5 separate regions of the Mus musculus genome follow, and regions 1, 2, 3 and 4 are each linked to region 5. The links are chromatin contacts, called in public HiChIP or PLAC-seq, Micro-C and promoter capture Hi-C maps. All regions are on one chromosome and are shown on one strand. Each heading gives the region's core, a stretch centred on a gene start, on an enhancer-like site or on the middle of the called end of the contact. The rest is flanking DNA. Distances are from core to core; before and after follow the strand shown.

Region 1 (2,700 bases), core at 105-2,604, 550 kb before region 5:
AGTTCCTTGGGGTGCCCTGGAACTGGCCTTAAGCAACTCATCCTCCATGGGGGAACCTGGGGTCCATCGGACAGCCCAGAGCACAGGAACACTGCTGAGGGTTGAGAAGGAGAAAACATTTAGGGGGTGGGGGGGTGGGGTGGGGATCTGTCCTAGGTAAAAGCCAGGCTAGCTTTCAGGGTGGCTCTGGCTGCCAGATCTTCTGGGGAGATGAACCAGGTTGTGAAGAGTTCAATGGACTTTATTCCCAGGTCATCTCAAAACAAGCTTGCGAAAGTAACTTTTATTCGCTTGATGTCCTTGTTGTCTCGGAGGCTTACTGCTGACTACGATCTCCTTTTCTAGCTCTTTCTGAACTCTTACTGGCTGATTCAATTCAGCTGTTCTGGCTCAAACGTCTCTTCAAGTCGCCTGATTCAATCTAGTTTGTCTCAGCTTCACATCTAGTGCACTGCTTGGCCTGCAGCCACTCACTCACTGTTCTAGATTGCTTTCTGTTGCTGTGATAAAAACACTTATCAAAGGCAGCGTGGGGAGGAAGGTGTTCTTTACATCTTACAGGTTGGATCTCATCGTCAGGGAAGGAGCAGGAACCTGGAGGCATCCCCTGATGAGAAACCGCATCGGAAAGATGCTTATTGGCTCTGCTCCCTGGCATGCTCTGCTACTTCAGCCACTGTGGGGCACCGGACTCCGCTTTGGGCTCACCTTCTCCCCACAAATCCCATCTCACTGTGGATCCCTAGCAGAGACGTCCCGGCATCCAGGATGCTCTCTACCCTAGAAGGGAAGAAGGCAGAAGGCCTCTACCCTGGCTGTGCCTGGGCCCAACTTTCTTTTGTGGCTCCAACTATAGCCCACTTTGGTTTTGTATTGTATTTTACAGGTGTCATTTGGGTGAAGAGCTGGAATTACCCTTCGTCCTTGCTTTCCTTAAGCAATACTGCACTGGGTGCACAGGGGCTGTTGGACACGGAGCCGACTGTGCAGGAAGACGGAGGCCGTTCGGTCCATCTGGTACCCATTTAAGTGGAATTGCAAAGTCCCCAACTCCAGGACCTGTTTTAAGGACGAAACGCCAAGCTGCACACATAGAGACCCGCATGAGTAAAACCGACGTGAACCTTTCTCCCTATTCTACCCCAGACGCGCGCGATAGAAACATGGCGTAACGTGCACCCGAGGCTTCAATAGTTTTACTTCCCTGGCTCTTGGCTGCAGCCACATCGCCACACGTCTAACGCGCTAGCGGGAGCGCGCGACGTAAGCACCGCAACTGCGCACGCGCTACGGGAGGCACTTCCGGGGACCGGCCGAACGCCGATCTACGCAGCCGCGGCTCTATTTCCGGCTGTCTGGGAGCACTTCCGGGAGGCTCTTCCACTAGTGAGGCGGCGTTGCTAACAGGCGGAAACCTCCAGGGAAGATGGGGAAAGTGAGGGCGCTGCGGGCTCGTGTGCACCGGGCGGCCGTGAGACCCGACGGGGATTCTGCACCGGGCCCTGTGCCCCGCGCCGTGGAGCCGGCGCTCCCACAATCCCCGGCGGGCGGAGCGGGGGCGAAGGTGAGGTGTGGGGCGCCGGTCGGGCCAGGTCTCTGCCGAGCCGGATCTCCAAAGATCAGGAGCCCTGGATGGTTGGGTGTCGCCTCTTCTGTGTGTGTTCCTGCCACTCTGGTTAGGGTCCTGACCCGGCCCACCTTTAGCCGTCATGCCTTCTCGGTTGGGGTGTGAGGCTCCAGAAGCGCTTCCATCTCTGGGGGAAAATATCCCACTACGCTCTGGAAATGTCGCAGGGCGCTGTCTGTCTGCCTCTGTCTATCTCTGTGTCTCAGTCTCTGGTGTGTGTTTGAGACAGGGTCTCTCTATGTAGCCCTGACTATTCTGGAACTCACGCTGTAGACCAGGCTGGCCTCGAACTCATAAGAGATTGACCTGCCCCTGCCTCCCACATGCTGGGGTTAAAGGCATGGCATGCACTTGTGTCCCTGGCGCTTGCTTGTTGCTTTGGCCTTTGGGATCTTATTTATTTTTATTTTACCTCATCTCATTCTTTCTTTATTCTTTTGAGACAAGGTTTCACCCTAGCCCCCCCCCCCAGCTTGTCACTCTCGTGCCCAGGCTGTAGCCCACTGTGCCCAGCTTTTATTTGTTGTTGTAGCCAAACTGAGAGCTTCTGTTTTCTCCCACACCCACACCCACGGGAGGTGCTGTGCAGTCATTGATTCGTGCAGCCATTGATTCTTATTTTTCCCATTTTTCTTTTAATTTGGTAACTTGGCTCAAATTTAAGCCTTGTGTTGACAGAGATTGTTTTTATGCCCCTTTGGTCAGCCGCGTCTTTGCCTCACTGGAAGGTTATGTGGTTGGTGTTCCTATTTTTGTTCCTCAGAGATGCCCAAGGACCAGTACTTAGAGGATTCCCTCTGCTCACTCCTGGGAGGGCCCATGCATACAGTTGTAAGCAGCAGTCATGCCTTATCTCACAGCTACTCTTGGATCTGCATGTGTTTGCAGGGAGGCTGTGCTCAGGCCCTGTGCTAGTGTGGCTCTACTCCCCAAGACTCTCTGATTGTCCCAAGTCTGATGGGGGCAGGAAGGAACAGGCCTGATCTGGGAACAAGGACGTAGATACTCTTCCGGGGCCTCCCTGGCTGAGAAGTAGAGGATTTTTGCCTTAGCATCTTCTCGATGTGTGACTC
Region 2 (2,700 bases), core at 123-2,622, 720 kb after region 5:
AAACAGTAACTGCTCTTAACTGCTAAGCCACCTCCAGCCCTTACAAAGCCACATTCTTTATTCAGCCACCACAGGTACCCTTTCCTATGTTAGGTTAGCAAGGGTGGATCCTAGTGCCTGGAGCCTGAGCTTCGTGGCACCAGCAGGCTTTCAAGAATAGGTCTCAGGCCTGCCACACTGGGGGCTCTGAGGACAGTTTTTTCTGCCTTGGAAGATTGTGGGAAACTCTTTTCAACCTGTGGCATCCTGGCTCAGAGCTTCAGCCCTCTTCATCTGGTGGAAATGGAAAACTGGGCAGATTTAAAAAAAGGACCAGGTCCTCACACAGACAGACCCATCCCTTGGCTGCAGTTCATTGTGCGACTCCACTGAACCGATGGACTGAAGGCACAACAGGTGTGGTTTGCACAAGCCTTGCAAGCCCTGAGATGCCTCACAGCAGGTTTGGAATGATTGATTATGTTATGAGCTGTGGTGTTTCTACTGCACGAACCGAAGCATGATGGTTTAATTATAGAAAACAAAGAATTTTAATATTTCCCTATCATTCCTCAGCATGTATTAGAGTGTCTAGATTATATTGGACAAACGCATCCACCTAATTAGTATGCAAATCTGCTTTTGTCTCTAGTCAGTGGTAAAATTGTGTGTATGCCGAGTTTTACAATAAATTCTTTTCTGATTCACTTATCAGTAAATGTTTGATTCGTATGCCTATTTTAGATACCTAGAGTCGCTGAAAAACTTTCTGAGTAGGATGGGATTGCTAGTGGAGAAAGCTTAAGAAACCTTGCTTAGGGTCACCTGATGTCAGTGTCATTGCTCCTCCGCCCCCAACCCCTTCAGCACAGGATCTTCAGGACTTGGGGTCTCTGGTGTGTTTCGTGTCTCAGTAGCTATGTTGGTTCCACGATCAAAACTTAGTCCAAGATACTGTAGGGGGGTCCCATTCTGCAGAAGCTGATTCAGATCAAAACTAGGTTATTAAGCATTCGGAGAAGGGCATCAAACACACCGGCAGTCCCAGGTACACTCAGGACAGCGCTAGTACGCACTCCTGCTTCAGCCTGCCAATTGTTGCCTCGGTTCGAATCCGCTGGGGGCGCGGTCTACACCACCTGTGGCCTCCAACCCGGAGTCCAGTCTTCCCACAGATCTCCCGGTAAGTCGATCCTTACACTTTCTCACCTGCGTCTTGCAGCCTTAAGGCCCAATGCGACCGGCCGGAAGCAGGGACAGAAAATGCGCTTGCGCTGAGTGACAAGCTCTTAGAGAAAACCCCTGTCTCAAGACTATCTACAGCTACCAGCACCGAGTTTATACACACTGCGCTTGCGCAGGACACCCAGGCCTGGGCGGGGCGTGCTCTTCGGCCAGCTGGAGTGCTCCGCGCTTGCGCAGGTCCAGGGCGGCGGCTCAGGCTTCGGGTGGGCATCGTCTGTTCCTTTCTGGTATAGCCTAGAATTCAGCGGAGAAACGCGGCTGAGGTAGGTTTCTTAATGGACAGCTTAGACATCTGGATCGCAAGTGAGGCAGGGCAAGCTAGGCAAAAGGTCTTCCCTGTGCATGTCTCCAGCGCACTGAGGCCTCCGCCCCCTCTGGAGGCTTTAGAGTGCCCTCTCGAAGGTTCTATTCCAGCTACCCCCTCCCCTTTTCTCAGCACCGTCCGCCCTCTTCGCTCTCCTTTCGCTGCACCTCTCAATTCCCCCTGCGCACCTCCGCTGGCTCTTAGAGCCACGCCCTTCCAGGACCACGCCCACCTGCCTTCTGTATCCCGAGCCACATCCCCCATGCCTCTATATTCTTGGCCTCTATGGCCTCATCTGCTTGGCCTGGAGAACCCTCCAATTCATTGTCTTTCTTCCTCCGGGCACCCTCCCAGGCTTTTCACTGAAAATATAATTGTAAATAATTTGTGATTCTAATTATTACGAAGTAAGTATGAAGTCCAGATCTGGACGCACAACAGGCGTTTAAACAAAGAATCGATGTAATCTCAGAGCCAGTTAGGGTTACATTGCCCCTGGGGGTAAAAAAATAGAATTAAAGAACAGGAGGGTGTCGGGCATGGGGATTTCAGTTCTGCCTGTGGGTTAGGTCAAGTACTGGGCAAGGTGTTTTAATTTGAGTTTAAGCTATTAAGTGTTCCTAAAAAAAATGATACTGATTTATTCTAAGTAAAAAGAGGCTTCATAAATATCTCTTAAAAAAGGAGACTTCAGAGGAATAAATCTAGCATATTAAAGGAAGCACACAGCATTTGGATTTTTTAATTTAAAAAGCCCTCTAATGAATTGTGATGATAAAACGCCAATCCTGTTCCATTCTTAACACATACAGTAAACTGTAGCCGTGAAATGAGATTACTGACCAGGCAGTGTAACACTTTGTGCTTCTCTCTCTTCTTTCAAGTAGGCATGGGAGAGAAACTGAAGTAAAGCCCCAGTTATGAGACATGATCATATTGAACTATGGAGGCACCAGGAGAAGGTCCCTGCAGCGAGTCACAGGTCATCCCGGTTCTGGTACGTAAGAGCCACGTGTAATGATCATACAGAGGAACAGTACCAGCTTACAGGGGTGATGTCACTCTCCTTGTCTCTCAAGGTCCTGGCTCACAGGAGGATGCTTGAATTTAGAGAACGTTGAGGCAGGGGGATGGGTCTGGTCATTAGGTCCCATGCTGTGTATTGTCATGAA
Region 3 (2,700 bases), core at 173-2,672, 520 kb after region 5:
CACCCTCTTCTTACCTCTAAGGATACCTGCCAGTTCCACACAGAGACACAAACATACTCATAGTTCAAAGAAATAAATATTATTAGGTATTTATTTATACTTTAAAAATTATTTTATGGGTACCAATGTGCGCCACATGAGTTTTTGGTGCCCTCAGAAGCCAGAGGTGTGCATCAGATCCTCTGAACTGGAGTAACAATTGTGAGCCACCATTGGGTACTGCGAATCAACTGGGGGTTCTCTGGAAGAGCAGCTAATGCTCTTAACTGCTGATCTCTCCAGTCCTTTAAGTTTTGATATGTAAAATATGACCGACCACCCTTCAAACATTCCTTAAATATTGCATGGCTCAAAGACTGAGACCAACATATCCTAGAGGATAGGTCTGTCCAGAGGGACCCCCACCCACTCAGTGTTTTCATCAGTGCAAGAGACACTTCCTAAGAGGCTTGAAGTCTTTTGAGTCATGAAAGTGAAACAATTTATTTTTTGGATCTTGTAAAGTTGGGTGTCAGCCTAGAGAGAAGGCAAAAACGGCTGTCATGCAGATTTGGTATAAAATAGGTTTTATAGCCCTTACGGCATTTCCCTGTTCCCAAATTCCACACTACTGAGTTCTTCAGGAGGATTCATTCTTATAGGCATTACCCTCTCTCCAGCTTCCCTATCCTATCCGTGCAGGATGCAAAGCTCTTGACATATATCCTGGAGCTCAGATCCTCTCCTTTTATGTTAGTCATGTTAACAGCCTGCAACGTTTCAACCCAATGATAAATTAATAAATGTTAGGCAAGAAAGAACCTGCTGCCGGCTAGGGAATCCAAGGGCCCAATCCTCCTAATTTCCTGTAATCCACCGATGAGCTTTAAACGCGCCTCTTACTACAAATGGACCATAGTTTCTTTATTTCCTTATGGCAGAAAGACTTTCCTGGTAGAGGTGATGGATGGAGTGAGAGTCAGGTGCCTGAACACACAGCGACTCTGTACATTGAAGCGTGTGCGTGAATGCAAAACGGCCCTGGGTGGCAACTCTGGGGTCCACTGGGGACAGCGGTCTAAGTTTTAGGTGTCATTCAATGAGTAACTCTGGCTATACTCTGTTCTTTGGATTTGGATTGAAGACAGGGGACCGTGTTCAGGAGGGGCCGAAGTGGTCAAAGAAGGGAAGCAGGACTCCCAGTTGACTGCACCTGAGAACCAAAAGTGGGGGCTGGTGGATCCTAGAGGATGCCCCAGTGTTCGCAGAAACACATCGCGACAGAAAAAACGACTTTGGCAAAGTGCGGGAGAGAGTGCCCAGAGCGCACCGGAGGCATGGAGAGCCGCTGGTATGTAAGTCCTCCTCCTGTCGGGAGAGGGCGATAGGTAGCACCGCCTCGGGAAAACGGTTTGTCCAAACCTTCCCGCCGCCCAGTCGACGAACGCCCGCGAGCCCCGGGAACGCCGCGCCTCGCTCATTGGCGTGGATGAAGAGGGTGGAGAGCGTCGGCGTACCAATTGGGGACCAGAGAGATGGCTCTCCGCCCTTGGAGCGTCAGCGGAGCGCGCGTGCGCAAGGCCACACGGGGCTCCGGATTGGCGGGGCGAAGCTGACAGTTGTGTGTATGGGGGGTGGGGAGGCGAGTGGGTGAAGGGAGGGAGTGTAAATAGAGCGAAGGCGGTGTCGCCGCCGCCCTGTCACCTCCGAGCGACTCGCCGGGAGCCCAGGTGGAGATGGAAGACGAGCAGGAGCAGCGGCGCAGGAAGGTGGAGGCTGGGAGAGCCAAGGTTAGACGGTAGCATCCTTCTCTCAGCTTTGCGGTGGGGAAGAAATCCTAAAGCGGTTCCGGTGCTCAGACCGCCGCTTGACACAAGCGGTGGCGGTGGAGCAGTGGGAACTGCCGGGCGCTTGTCCTTCCCGCCGCTTCTGCGGAATTCACTTCCTAGGCGCCGCCATCTTGAATCCAGCGCCCTCTGTCTCGCTCCGCCCTATTACACCCACAGCCAATCAGCGTCAGAGACGTACGACTTGTAGGTGGGCCCGAGCGCCATGGGCGGGTCCTGGTCACCTAGCATTCTTAGTTGTTGTGCTTCCGGTGCTCAGGCACTTTCCTGAGACTAAACTGTCCAAGGCTTTTTAAAGACCGTCTTCAGACTTTATTTTCCCAGGGAACCAAGAACTTTGCTCCCTAGTGGTGTCCTGTTGTTGTATTTCGTTGTTCGCTCTCTGGCCGGGCCCCACAACTGCCATACTACCGAGGGTCCTCTTCTCACCTCCTTCTGCCTCAGATTTTGAATTTGTTTGAGACTCTACCCTGGGAACACTTGTGGCTGTTAAGATAGTTGTTTTGTTTTTTTGTTTTGTTTTGTTTTGTTTTTTTCGAGACAGGGTTTCTCTGTATAGTCCTGGCTGTCCTGGAACTCACTTGGTAGACCAGGCAGGCCTCGAACTCAGAAATCCTCCTGCCTCTGCCTCCCAAGTGCTGGGATTAAAGGCATGCACGACCACTGCCTGGCAAGATAGTTATTTGAAAGGTGATGGGGATTCAGAGGAAGAGAAGGTGCGAACATTTTGGAAGTGGATCTCTGGCCAGCTATCATGGCTGTGGAACCAGAGGCTGTGTCCCTACCCTGTACTGTCAGGACAGTATAGCTATAGCCTTCATGAAAGGGCTGTGTTGATTTTGTGGTTCGCCTAGTAACAGCAATTCTTCATTTG
Region 4 (2,700 bases), core at 130-2,629, 940 kb before region 5:
AAGAAACCAACTGTGGGGAAAACTGTCAAGAGAATAGAAAGACAGTTCACACAGACCAAGAAACAATATTTACAAATTATGCATCTGATAAGGAGGGTGTTTCCAGAGAACTCTCACAACTCAAAATTAAAGAAAACAAACGACTCATCGAAAAGCAGAGAAACGGAGCAGACAGGAAACAAAGAAGAACACACCATAAGCCTCTGGAGTGACACAGACCCGTATTACAGCTCAAGCCACCGTTCCACACCCAGAGTGTTAGAGCCACGGGCCCACCAGGAGCTGTTGGCTATGTGCCTGTGTTGTCAGTGGGGTGTAATAAGGAGCCTACCCTGCTCCAGACACTGCCATTCAGGGTATGCACCCAAGGCTGCTGCACAACGCTCCCATGGCCCTTCCGTTAGAGTCCCAGATTAAAACCCAGCCGGAGCCGAACAGGTTACAGTATAGAAACTGGCACAGTGGACCTAGGGAGCCACTCAGCGTGGTGAACCACGAAATAAGGAGGCGGAAAGATAAAATGATAGGAGGCCATTTATGGAAGTCGTGGGAAACGCAGACTCCACGGAGGAAGACAGGTGACAAAGGAAGACTGGGGTCCTCCTGAGGCCGGTGGTGATAGGTTCCCGGCTGAGGATCAGGTCCTGCGTCGACGCTCCCATTTGCCTTTCTATGGTGACCTTAGACCTGAGACTTGGGGTGAGGGGCGTCAGTCATGCGGTGGGGCTGCTCAGGGCGGGGCTTGGCCACGTGGCACGCCCACGGACCCTTCCCTTACCAATGCCCTAGAAAGCCGGTACCTAAACCCGCCCACGCCCCTACAGGCCCCGCCCACATCCCGCCCCAGTCAGTGCAGTTTACATATCAGGCCCCGCCCCTCACATAAACCTCGCCCATAACCCTGTGCACCCCTCCTTGGGCTCCCCCCTCGGTGTTCGCCCCGTAGGATTTTATGAACTCTGTTTAGCTCTTTCTTACGCAGGCCCCAGCCCCTACCCAGCCCCTCACCTATCTGACCCTTCCCCTTAAGGCCTTGGCCCTCCTCAAATAGGACCCTCCCCTCCCCAGCCCCTCTTCCCCGCCTCTCGCACGGGACAGCCCTTTAGAGACCCCGCCCCTCAGCACACAGACCACGCCCTTACCTGGCCCCTCCCACCCACAACATGCTAAGCCCCGTCCCCCAAAGCACAGAACACCAAGGTCCCTTACTAGGACCCCTTTTCACCGGCGCCGTCCTTATCGCAAGGCCCCTCTCCACCTATTCCTCCCCTCCCAAAACCCTCTCAAGGCCCCGCCCAACACACAAACCCCGCCCCTCTGGCCTCAGCCCCACCCTGCCCCTCCTCTTGCCGGCCCCTCCCCTATAGCAAAGGCCCCCGCCCCTCCCGCCATGGCTTGCCCGCCTCCCTTCTTTACTGGCCGCTCGGTGGGCACGGGGCGGGTCGCCGCGGCGCCGGGAGGACTCTGGTCAGGCTCCGGGAAGCTCGGAAGGCGCTGAGCAGCGGCGGCCGCTCAGGTAAAGCCCCCATCCGCCCGCGTGGCCTCCCACCCGCGGAGCTCCACTGTCCCTGCTTTGCCGCCCTGCTCTCTGCTGCCGCTCCCTGCCCAGCCGGGCCGCACGCAGGGGGCTGCTTTTTCTCTCCGGTGTCTCCAGCGCCTCAGGCATGAAGCTTCTGCTTCAGGGTGCGCGGCGAGCTTTATTGATGACCGCGATCTTTAAGGTGTCACAGGTAGCCGAGTGCTTGGGGACAAACTGGTGAACGCGGCCACTTGCCCCGCCCGACCTGGCTCGCACAGATCGAGAGGGAAGACCTCCGCCAGCACGCGCCTAGAGCTGGGGGATGGGGAAGAGATGGATCCTTGGGCCTCCGCCCAGACTTGTGTCCCCAGCTATGGGTGGGTGACCAGAGGCTAGGACAGGGTTCTGTAACTGCCTAGCTAGGGCCAGTCTCCAGCCATCGGTCAGCCCTAGATGTCTTACTTAGCTGGGAGGTGCCTTCTCTGGGTGGCCTTGGGAATCTTCTAGAGTAAGTTACAAAGCAGGTATGTTTGATAGCCCGGAGCCCTGCCTCAAACCTGATATGCCTACGATTCCTTTCCTCCCTGATCCCGTCCTCCCAAATTGAATTGAAATGTGCAGTGGCGGTCACCCTCAGCTCCCTTTCCTCTTTTTTTCTTGTAGAACTGAGATCACTAGGCTCTTCAGCAGGCGAAGACACAAGAGTTTGTGTTGGATGACTGCCTGCAACGTGAGGAAGGACAGTCGCTTGCACATCCCAGTGGAGAAGAGCTACCTGGGTCAGGTGGAGGCAACATGGGCCCCAGGGGCAGGCAGAGCCCCTCAGCCACACTGGCCCCCTCCCAGGGGTCTTGCTTCTTCATCCTCTTCTGCTTACGGTTAGGTGCCTCCTGCCCACAGGCCTGCCAGTGCCCTGACCATGCTGGGGCCGTGGCTGTCCATTGCAGCTCAAGAGGGCTGCAGGAGATCCCTAGGGACATCCCAGCCGACACGGTGCTTCTGAAACTAGACGCCAACAGAATCTCCCGAGTCCCCAATGGAGCCTTCCAACACCTGCCTCAGCTGAGGGAGCTGGACCTGTCCCATAATGCCATTGAGGCCATTGGGCCAGCAGCCTTCTCAGGTCTGGCTGGGGGCCTGCGGCTGCTGGACTTATCCCACAATCGCATCCGAAGAATTCC
Region 5 (2,700 bases), core at 18-2,517:
CTCTACCATAGAGATCGTGATTGTAACAGGTGGAGGGATGAGGGGACAGAGCTATGTATACACCCCTTTGCATGTATGATATATCGTTATTGGCACCGAAGTGAGTCATTGGTGGGTTTGAGGCTCAGGGCGGGATGAGTTTTGTCATCTCAGCTAGAATGTCACCCTCAACCCACTTCTCTGCTCACCCGTCTGTTCATATGACAACAAAGAAGCAACTCTGTTTCCCAGAGATGCTTCTCGAAAGTCTGGAGGTAAACATGTGGATCACTCTCTCCACCTATGAAGGGCAAAGCTTGATTTCCAAGTCCAAAGAGGCCTTCTCTGGCTGGTTCAGGTTGCTTCAGGAAGCCAGGAAGGATGACCCTGGGCTCCTGGGTATCTAGGTACTGATGGAAGGCAGAGTTCCCAGGACTCGCAGCTTCTATCAGTACTGGAATTACAAGTTGGCCTGGTTCCTTTACCTTCGTGGTGTGCAGAAAGGAATAAGCCTAAGCTAATAGAGAGCAATCAGATGAAGGAAGTTTAGTCCGATGAAAACGATAGTTAATTGACACAAAATAGAGCAGGACACCTCTGAGGAAAGGTGCACAAAAGATAACAACAACAACAACAACAACATGACATGTTTTCCCACAGCCACTACCACAGCCAGTTCTTCCATCGGCTTTGAATCGCTTGTGGACAGGTGTGCAGGCCCAGAACCTAAACACAAGTTCTACAGTCTGGGCTGTGTTGGCTTTCAAAGGCTTCCAAGCAGAGAGGGGCACCCGCGAAGGGCTGCGGTCAACGGATCAGGCCCACATAGTCGCGAAGGCTGTGGGTCCAACTGACCTCCCTAGAATATCAGCGCGTGCGAGACTGGGTGTCTGCAGTCTCCCGCTAGCTGCGTGTGCCAAACACTTGCAGAGGATGCAGGCCCCGCAGCCATCTCACAACCAAGCATCCACTCCCTTCCCTCTAGCCTTCTGGAGGCCCCGCCCCAGGCCCGGCCCTGGCCCCGCCCCGTACTGTCCCCGCCCCCGCCAGTTGACTAACCTTTCCAGAAGCCCCGCCTCCTCCCAGCCCCAGAGTGGGGCCCCGCCCAACCCTAACCGCCCTTCGACGCTAAACGGCTTCTAGCCGGAGAGCTTTCCGTGCCCTGATTGGCTGTGATGGTCACCGTTTCGCAGCTCCATTGGCTCCCGGCGCCCGCTTTCTCAGGCCCTGCCCTTGAGCGGGGGCGGGGCCAGAGGCGGCGGGCTGCGCAGGAGTGGCTGGTTGCACGGAGGGGGCGGGTCCTCGCCGCGCGCAGTGCTTCGGCCAGAGCTCGAGGCGCTGCTTACCGTCGCCTGAGCTAGGAGACGCCGCGGCCGCCGCTGGGTCGCATCGGGCTTCGCGTCGCGCCGTGTACGCCTCCTCTGCCCCACCCGACCGGCAGCATAGGCTCTACCTGGTCCGCGGCCTCCCTGTCCGCGGCGGGGCAGGTGAGTGAGTGGCGGCGGGTTGAAGTGTGTGTGGGGGGGTCCAGCGCGGAGGTAGCTCGCATGCCGCGTCCCAGGCCGGCCGAGACCCCTCCAAAGGCCAGAGGACCGGACAGTTCGCAGTCAGAAAACTTCATTCGAGCTGGGGTGTTGGGGATCCTGGGGGAAGGGTTGAGGTTGGCGATCTCAGTACTAGGGCCGGGATCCTAGGCTGAGGCGAGGGTCCCAAGCTGAGGCGAGGATTCCAGGCTGAGGTGAGGGTCCCAGGCTGAGGGCGGAGGTCCTGGGAGAGAATAGGGGGTACCAGGTTGAGGGCGGGGGTCCCGGGCTGAAGGTAGGGGTCCCAGGCCAAGACCAAGGTCCTAGGCTGAGGGCGGGGATCTAGGACTGAGTACCGAGCTCTGAGGGCTCAAGGCTGAGGTTCCAGGGCTTAGTGCAGAGTCCCAGGCTTAAAGCAGGGTGGGGGTATCCCAGGCCAAAGCGATGGTCGGAGGACTGAAGATGGGAATCCCAGAGGCATGTGTATCAGGCTGAGCAAAGGGTCAAGGGAAGCAGCTTCCCAGGCTGTGACCGGGGTCCTAGGCTGAGGCAGGAATTACTTAGAGAGAGGGAGAAAGAGGTGGGTGGGTGGGTGGGGAAGTGTGGGGCCGAGGGTCGGGCTCCCGGAATAGAGTAGTTCTTGATAGCCCCTTGGGCTTGGAGCTGGGGCCAGAACAGGGTCCTAGACAGAAGTTTCCAGTGAGGGGCTCACTCTCCAGCTCTGCATGGTCTTGCCTGTTCTTGGATTCAGGCACGGCCTAGGGTCCTTGTGAAAGTCTGACGGTAACTGGCCCTGGCCTACGTCGGGGGTCGGGGTAGAGCCACTCAGGAAAACCCAGGCCTCTTTACTCCCTCCCTAAATTCAGAAGTTGTTAGTGGGCACATTACGCTGCAGGCTTTCGGGTCAACACACAATAGCTGTGATCTCACTGGGACTTGCAAGGCTTAGACGGATGTCTTGTGATTGAGACGAGCTGGGGAGGAAAAAAAAAGGAAGCCCAGAGGATGGATGTGGGGCGAGGGCAGGGTGCGGCCTTTTCTCCTCTCCCCTCCACCGTGGTCTTCTGTTTTCTTCTTTCCTCTCAGTTCTCCTCAGGTTTTCCCCGCACCATTCATTAGAGCCTGAACAGGTAGACTAGACAGGCGCCGGTTCTCAATCTCTCTCTCTCTCTCTCTCTCTCTCTCTCTCTCTCTCTCT

Evidence for each region. A called contact is a pair of places that touch in the nucleus more often than the background predicts. HiChIP or PLAC-seq counts read pairs in DNA pulled down with a chosen protein or histone mark. Capture Hi-C pulls out chosen DNA fragments and counts their contacts.
Region 1: a contact with region 5 is called in a Micro-C map of embryonic stem cells, with 4 times the contacts expected there. The contact joins the promoter of Fam207a here to the promoter of Pcbp3 in region 5. A contact is called at or near these places in 1 of 484 Hi-C or Micro-C datasets (embryonic stem cells) and 2 of 115 datasets of contacts at active chromatin or transcription factors (embryonic forebrain and pancreatic cancer cells).
Region 2: an H3K27ac HiChIP or PLAC-seq map of embryonic stem cells shows a contact between it and region 5, with 4 times the contacts expected there. The contact joins the promoter of Prmt2 here to the promoter of Pcbp3 in region 5. A contact is called at or near these places in 6 of 39 promoter capture datasets (embryonic stem cells, hematopoietic stem and progenitor cells, hippocampal neurons and 2 more) and 2 of 115 datasets of contacts at active chromatin or transcription factors (both in embryonic stem cells).
Region 3: a promoter capture Hi-C map of liver shows a contact between it and region 5, with 2.6 times the contacts expected there. The contact joins the promoter of Pcnt here to the promoter of Pcbp3 in region 5. A contact is called at or near these places in 1 of 39 promoter capture datasets (embryonic stem cells), 2 of 484 Hi-C or Micro-C datasets (CD4 T cells and embryonic stem cells), 1 of 115 datasets of contacts at active chromatin or transcription factors (pancreatic cancer cells) and 2 of 9 other capture datasets (adipose tissue and liver).
Region 4: a Micro-C map of embryonic stem cells shows a contact between it and region 5, with 7 times the contacts expected there. The contact joins the promoter of Lrrc3 here to the promoter of Pcbp3 in region 5. A contact is called at or near these places in 1 of 39 promoter capture datasets (embryonic stem cells), 2 of 484 Hi-C or Micro-C datasets (both in embryonic stem cells) and 1 of 115 datasets of contacts at active chromatin or transcription factors (embryonic stem cells).

The regions. Positions count from the first base shown.
Region 1 is chr10:77,514,467-77,517,166 of GRCm38.p6, reverse strand. It overlaps Fam207a (family with sequence similarity 207, member A), which reads left to right and starts at 1,354. Exons shown (of 6, transcript NM_133998.3): 1 at 1,354-1,564. The coding sequence starts at 1,427. It overlaps 2810425M01Rik (RIKEN cDNA 2810425M01 gene), which reads right to left and starts at 1,269. Exons shown (of 1, transcript NR_163865.1): 1 at 226-1,269.
Region 2 is chr10:76,236,537-76,239,236 of GRCm38.p6, reverse strand. It overlaps Prmt2 (protein arginine N-methyltransferase 2), which reads left to right and starts at 1,372. Exons shown (of 11, transcript NM_133182.3): 1 at 1,372-1,487; 2 at 2,416-2,525. The coding sequence starts at 2,472.
Region 3 is chr10:76,441,634-76,444,333 of GRCm38.p6, reverse strand. Pcnt (pericentrin (kendrin)) reads left to right here and starts at 1,422. Exons shown (of 42, transcript NM_008787.3): 1 at 1,422-1,769. The coding sequence starts at 1,716.
Region 4 is chr10:77,901,215-77,903,914 of GRCm38.p6, reverse strand. It overlaps Lrrc3 (leucine rich repeat containing 3), which reads left to right and starts at 1,379. Exons shown (of 2, transcript NM_145152.4): 1 at 1,379-1,516; 2 at 2,183-2,700. The coding sequence starts at 2,315.
Region 5 is chr10:76,960,514-76,963,213 of GRCm38.p6, reverse strand. It overlaps Pcbp3 (poly(rC) binding protein 3), which reads left to right and starts at 1,267. Exons shown (of 16, transcript NM_021568.2): 1 at 1,267-1,466. It overlaps Gm35664 (a long non-coding RNA gene), which reads right to left and starts at 1,073. Exons shown (of 2, transcript XR_380584.1): 1 at 1,039-1,073; 2 at 612-838.